Regions from separate parts of the Lactuca sativa genome. Here region 1 is linked to region 2. The links are chromatin contacts, called in public Hi-C maps. All regions are on one chromosome and are shown on one strand. Each heading gives the region's core, a stretch centred on a gene start, on an enhancer-like site or on the middle of the called end of the contact. The rest is flanking DNA. Distances are from core to core; before and after follow the strand shown. Region 1 holds the start of LOC111907745. Region 2 holds the start of LOC111907748.

Region 1 (3,636 bases), core at 135-2,634, 160 kb before region 2:
TCTCAAAAGTCAAATCAATTTCTTGTTTTGCAATCCCATCATCAAAAATAAAAGCTTCTTCAGTCTAATCATGTCCCCATGTAACCCAAAGGAACCTAAACAGTTTTATTCATCAAATACCAAACTACATAATTACCAACATGCATAAGATTCATACAATCTCTCCTGAGATGCTAAATTCAACATACACTAATCAATATATATATATATATATATATATATATATATATATATATATATATATATATATATATATATATATATATATATATATTGTTCTTGTCCAACTATGGAAATACAAAAATGCCTATTTTTAATAATGCATTCAAACATGAAACCTAAGTTTTCCTTACTCTTTGTGCATAAACTATCCTTTTAGCCTTACAGAATCTAGTTGGACTTGCTTATCCTTTCTACCTGAAATGGTACAAAGATTGATGAATTTTCTTACTTTTTTCTCTTGTTATTTTTCTAGTGCCATTGATTATGAGATGCCTAACAGCTATGATGTCATAAAAAATGGGAAAGAATTTTTGGAAATTACTTGAGCTTCCTTTTTAGTTTTTGCCTCCATTGTTCTATTACCATGTTGTGTACTTACTTTCTTTCTTCCTTCTTGAGAAACCAAAAATGTGTTTATTATGTTGTATTCTCTAGTTTCGATTCAACATCATCCAATTTCCATCAAGCTCAAAACTCTTAAGAGCACTTAAAGCAATAATCGAACTGGGAATTTGTTTGGAAATACTGGTGTACCTTCAATGAAGCTAGAAAACTGAATCAGAAAAGCATTGATCTGGTCTCTATAGATGTACCCAACAGTACCAAACCCACCAACAACACCCACCAGCAACAAACCAGCTAAAATTGTCCCCTTAATCGCAGTCTCGTTCTGATCATCATCATCATCATCATCATCATTTCCGCCACCACCATCGTCTTTAGGATTATCGTTCAAGTTCAAGAGTCTTCTGATGCTGCTTTGTGGTGGTGGGGCATTAGTTTGAAGGGTTCGTTGCTGTTTTTTGGTTTGTTTGAGGGAAGAACGAGGTGGGTTAATGAAATGAAACCGCTTATTGAAGGGTCTAAAGCTAAAGAAACTAAAGGAAGACGATGATGATGAACATGATGTAGAAGTAGAATAAGTTGAAATTGAGAAATGGAAGTTGTGTCTGGCGAGTGATTGAGATCGAGAAGGAGCAGAATATGATGAGAGGCACGGTGGCCTCGAAAGGATGCGCATTCTAAGTGGATGATTTCTGTTTAGAGTTCGATAAACAGTGGATTCTTCAAGATAAGAAGAACAAAGAAGATGAGCGCTGTTCCTCTCATTTTTATACGGTTTGTAGGCGGTACACCAATTCCCCAGGTTTGGGCGTCACAAGTTTGTTTACCTATGCCAATTTTATGATGGGTTAATCGAGTTTTGTAACCAATCACATTTTATTTTTATTTTATTAGAAGCAGGAAAATATAAAAATTTTAGAGAAAATGAATTACCAACCAAACTTGTTGTTTTGTTCGTAACTTTTTTATTTTCTTTTCACACGGTTAACCATTTAATTTGTTATATGTGTTTACGTATCGTTATTGTCACATGTTATAACAGATAATAATGGTAATATATAAACAAATTAACAAATTAAATGGTTAAATATATAAAAAAAAATTGTCTAAATATGATAAAAATAAAAAGTTAATTAACCTGATAATTCATTTTTCTCATTTTTAATAGTGATTTTATTTTTCATATTTGTTTGTATTATTTTTTTTAAACGTTATTTTTAAAATATGCATAATTTCCTAAATATTAATTAAATATTGATAATTCTAAACTTTACTTTTTAATTAAAAATATGGTTTTGTTTTGTGGAATATTTAATATAGTCTCTTATTATATACAATATTTTTAAAGTAAATAATATCTAACAATAAAATTAAATAAATTAAATATGTAACAATAACTATGAAGGATCTTTAAAAAGAATAAAAAAAATATTACTTAACAAATAAAAAACAAAAATCTATATAATGTAAATGTTTTAAAATGATCATAACTTTTTAATACTTTTTAATTAGAAGTTTATAAACTTTCAATTTTTTAATACAACCGTTTAAAATGGTATTTAACGAAAGTATTTTAAAATATTATAAAAAAATATTAAATTGTCATACAAAATCTATAAAACACTCCTGCGATCTTCGAATCGGTCAAGGATGGGAAATTTACACTTTGAAACACTTTGAAAATATTGTAACAGAAAATTTACAAATAAATGTATGAAAGTTCAATGAAAGTATTTTAAAATATTATAAAAAATATTAAATTGTAATACAAAATCTGTGAAACACTTTAAAAATATTGTAACATGAAATTTACAAATAAATGTATGAAAGTTATAAAAAAAGTTAAAAATTTGTTAGAAAATTTTAAAACATTTATAAAATATTTCGTTTAAAAGCACTTGTATTAAAATTATATAAACGTATAAAAAAATAAAAAATAAATTATAAGCAAAGTTTAAAACATTGTATTAGAAAAACCTATAAGAAAAAAATATCATAAAAATATTGTAAGAAATTATAAAAAAAATCTTAAGAAATTTGTAAAAGAAAAGTTCATATTTAGACAACTTTCTTTTTTTGTACACATTTGATCATTTAATTTGTTAAATATGTTCACATATTACTATTGTCACCTATTATCAGGTGACAATAGTAATATGTGAACAAGTTAAATGGTTAAATGTGTACAAAAAAATTGAAGTTGCCTAAACGTGAACAAGACGAAAAGGTAATTACCCTCGCAAGTCATTTCCCTTTATTTTATTAGAAGATGGAAAATATAATTATTGGTTTTTCTATAGTAAAATCTCATTATTTTGATAAATTTTTTGATAAAATCTTAAATTATTTTTATGAATAGAAAAGTTATGATTATTTGACTTTTTAAATAGAAAAACTCAAGAAACCAGTTAATTTACTAACTTTAGTCCTTTTTGACCTGTTGAGCAGGTCATAAGATCAAATCATTAATTTTCTCAAAATAAACGGATCTTTGTTTATGAATATGGTGTTATGTCTCATTATTTATCCTTAATCCTATCTTTTTCATCCCTTGGTTTTGTTTATAATATCTTCTTGTATTTTATGGGTACTCATACAGATATTTGGAACTTGATTACTACAATCACTAGGGATATAACTTCCTAGCATTCATTTATTGTTTATGTATGTGTGTCTGCTACTTCTTCGAGGCATCCCTTCATAAGTAGTTTCTTTAGTTAAGGCTAAACAATGTTACAATGAGTTCATATAATTGAGCTCGTGACGTTGAATCTTCTCGAGACGACACTTCATCGGATGTCGCCAAAGTTTAGAAATTTATGTATGTTGTGACTCGACCATCAAGGTTGTAGCTAGCAATCAGCCCCGTATAGATCTATACATACCTTTATCGCTCGCTTAAGATTTAACGATTATAGGTCGGTTTAGCTAAAGGTTATTTAGTTAAGGGATGAATAACGTCTCATTAAAAAAATGTTAATGTGTAGCCATATCGGGTACTTTCGTTTTCCTTGTTTCATTAGTTATACTATATTATATATATATATATATATATATATATATATATAT
Region 2 (4,027 bases), core at 1,338-3,837:
CCTACTGACTTGAGAAACCTGTCAAGATCCTTTATGTGAAGGGCTGCAACCAGATTCATCAATAAATAAGCCCAAAATTTCAAGAATGATGAAGCGTTTTGATACTTACAGATGGTTGTATCGTTGGAGAGTGGATGGAAGAAGCAGCACTCCTGAGTTTTGAAACCTTGATCCAACAACAACGAAACATTCCTTCACAAATCAAATTAACAAAACAACTGCTATCAGAATCCAGTATTTAACAAATATATATGCTCTTGTTAGTTGTGCAAGATTAAAACAACCCAACTCACTTAGCTGACTCATTCACAAGTGCAAATGGAGTAACACACCCTAGAGGCACCTGGAAAAATATTATACCAACGAGTATCAACTATCAGTAATATAGTAAGTAATCAATGTAAAAGATATTTGAGAAAATGACAGATGGAAGGAACATATAAATGAAGCCAGGTTTGTAAAATGTTAGGACTTATAAAGTGTAAGCTTCCTTTTCCTAAATTTCTCTATCATATAATTATTTCTGCATCAAGTCAAAAAAACACTCACATATAGATTACATTAAGTAAAAAAAAAAATCATCTACAGAGTTAAAATGCATTTAGGAACCTGAAGTATTTCTCCAACTGCTTCTTCAGGTGCCATTCTCACCCCTCCTTTTCCAAGCCCAAGCCTTTGAGATAGAACTGCTCAGCTTCAAAGCCACAATGAGTGTTATAAAAATCCAGAAAAAAAAATACAAAGTATTATATTAATGACTTTTGCAATAAATAATATAAAACTGTATCTCCCTCTATCCCTAAACAGCACTCATGTTATTCTTTTTGGTCCACAACATTTACTTAATCTTAAATTCAAATTTCGTTTTGTGAATATGCTTTCAAGACAGAAGGGTGCTTTGACTAGTGGTATATTAATAGAACTAAATGCAAGAAATAGCAACATCCTTTCATTTATTTGTGTACTTTCATTTCATTGTATTATAAGATTCTACATCCATTTTTTTCCTTATTATAGCACTGTACTTTGAAAACTTTCTTACTAGGATATCATAGTTGAAAAAATATCAGTGAAAATTGCTTTGTATTCAGATGGCATTTAGTAGACTTTTCAAATTACAATATGAAGAAATGAAAGTAGGATGCTATACTCTTAAACAAATCAATGGAAGAAGTAGTCGACTTGTTTCTTGTTGCATTTAATTTTAACCAATAATAAGAGTAGTACACTTTTCATGGGACAGAGGAAGTAACATAATTAGTATGGTGTCCAAAACAACAAGGATAAGAAAGCAACCAAATGTCAGAGCAAACTAACCTTTTAGGTCTACTGTGGTATCAGCCAAGGCTGAAACAATATAAAATCTGTGCTTCTTATCCTATATATCAAAAGTAAAATATATACATATGCATTAATTAGATAGAACACAAAATGATACTATATGGCAATCCAAAACCAAAATATTTGAAGATAATACCTTTAGGAATAAGTTTTTACTCAATCCACCTTTCATATGTCCAACATACTTGGCCTTATACAAGAGATAGACAAACAAAACAAAACAAATTAAAGAAAATTGCAATATTTTGTTACAGAGAACATGCTTTTGCAGTGCGTTTGGCATGTATTGTAGGCAAAAATTGTAATATTTTGTCCTATTATCTACCCAGAAAATGCAAAAGACGTTAATGCCCATTGAAAATATCCCCAGAAAGCTTTGTCCAGTTCAGTTATGTCTCATGTAAAAAACGCAACCTTTGTATTGCATTAGATTTAGTTACCTGGGCTTCAACAGTCATCACTACAGGATGCTCATACTGCGAAAATTTTATCTGTTGAGCCTGATACATACAATGGATATGTTATTGCTTAAAGAATATATAACAACTGATAAGATCCACCAACAAGCATACTTAAAACTAGTTACAAATGTTAAATAGTCAGGCCATGATCACACTCAGTGGGAAACAAAACCTCATTTATCAGGACAAAACTTAATAATAATAGAAGAAGAAAAATAATTACATTGTATTAAGGGAAAGATTATCACATGGAAAATGGATATAGGTCTTGTTACTAGCTCACGCCCAACAGTAGTCGATTTCTACTAATACTAGCTACGAAGTTTGAGGCAATAAACGAGTAAGCTAAGCTCTCACTCATGAGACTCCAACAAGAACACACTAATGAAGCATAATATAAAGTGCAAACATATATGACCGTGAAGATAGAACCTTAAGTTGTTTGATCTTGCACTACTTTTTTGGCAGATTAATAATGGCTGTTGCTTTTTCATTGCTTCAACCTGGGATTTTAAACCCAAATTTATTCGAAACTCTATCAATCGATAGTAAAATTAGAATTGGACGACGAGGTTGATGAATCCAGAAGATTACGCATTTTGTTAAGAAAAATCGAACCTGTAAGCGTTCAAAAAGTTGCCCTTTCGAAAAACCCATCTCTCCGAATTTTGTAGACGCCGCAACCCCAGGGAGAGACTGAAATGCAACTCAACCTGTAATACTCGCTTTGCTTGACCCAAAAACTTTGAAAATGTAGGTTTTGGTGATAATACATAAAACCCTAATCCTAAACTATTTGGGTTAGCTTTATATATATATATATATATATATATATATATATATATATATATATATATATATATATATATATATATATATATATATATATATATAAGTGATTTTTAAGAAAAGTGGTTTATTAGCTTGTAGATCCAGAAACATGTTCACTAATACCATCAATATCCACTGGAGAAGCAGCAATGAAGGCAATAATAAATACAGAAGTTGCGGTCAATAAGGTAGGGATCATCAAAACACCAAACCATCCAATGTAAAGACGGTTTTCAGTGTTGGTTATCTAGTTACAGAAGTGACCTCATAGGCTTTCGCTTTCGCGTCTCTCTAAAATTGCAGTCATGGTAAAATCTTGGTTTATTTAATTATCAGGGACTCCCAAGCGCACGAATTTTCAAATGAAAAACTAAAGGTTTGTTATTTAACAGAATAACATGACTTATATGCCCGTGTCAACCAATATCTATCTGGATCTAGTTCAATTTTTTGTAAATCAAAAGCGGTTTGCAAAAATAAAATAAAAAAAAAAGATTTCTATACACTATGCATATAATATAATTTCACTAAGAAAAGCTGGTTTTAAAAAGTGTTTGGATACGAAAAGCTGCTTTTTCAGGAGTAAAATGGTTAAAAAGCTAAAAAGCTAGGATTTTCTAGCTTTTTGAAAGTTTTACTTTTTCTCATCTAAAAAGTTGTTTTATTTACCAATTCAACTCAATGGTAATTTGGTTGGATCAGATCGGATAAGAATTTAGTTTTGTTTATTTAAATTCTTATTTTGAAAACTTAAATCAATTTGGATTCATTGGATCGGATCGTGTCGAATTTATCCAAACGAACACTTCTAGCATGTGGTAACAAACAAACATTTGCAACAATCATATCATTAAATTTTTAGGTTTAAAAAAGGAATTTTGGCTTAAATGAAAGATTGAAGTAATAAAAATGTCATTATTTAGCCATATAATTTCAAATGAAGACAATTAAGTCGTTGAACTTTCATTATTGTTCTCATTTTCCCTTATGACCTCCTACTCTTGGTTTTTGCCCATTACCTCAAAGACTTTCGACTTAAATGATCATTCAAGTTAAAAAAATCAACATTTAGTCATTTTAAGTTCAAATCATCACCATTAAGTCCTTTACCAAATGATGATCATACATGAAGATGGTGATGAGCTTCAATGGACTCGTTTACTTCATCTTTGTTTCCCTTTTGATACAAACCACATTCACCATCTTTGAAAAGTTAATTGTCTCAAGTTTCCACCAATATCTTCACATCAATACATCACACCTACCACCCTACTATCATCATGCCACAATATTCATTTTTTTCGAGTTTAAATCTCTTTCACTCGAATCTCGTACCATAGGGTTTGCCTAAAACAAACCCTTATGTAACGACCCAAAAATCAAGGGTAAGATTT

What was found. Hi-C and Micro-C count contacts between places; a contact is called where the count stands out from the background.
Region 1: a Hi-C map of leaf shows a contact between it and region 2, with 5 times the contacts expected there. The contact joins the promoter of LOC111907745 here to the promoter of LOC111907748 in region 2.

The regions. Positions count from the first base shown.
Region 1 is chr4:271,895,982-271,899,617 of Lsat_Salinas_v11, reverse strand. LOC111907745 reads right to left here and starts at 1,384. Exons shown (of 7, transcript XM_023903551.3): 1 at 757-1,384. The coding sequence starts at 1,243.
Region 2 is chr4:271,733,750-271,737,776 of Lsat_Salinas_v11, reverse strand. It overlaps LOC111907748, which reads right to left and starts at 2,587. Exons shown (of 12, transcript XM_023903553.3): 1 at 2,421-2,587; 2 at 1,782-1,841; 3 at 1,478-1,531; 4 at 1,318-1,378; 5 at 610-686; 6 at 294-343; 7 at 110-192; 8 at 1-43. The coding sequence starts at 2,459.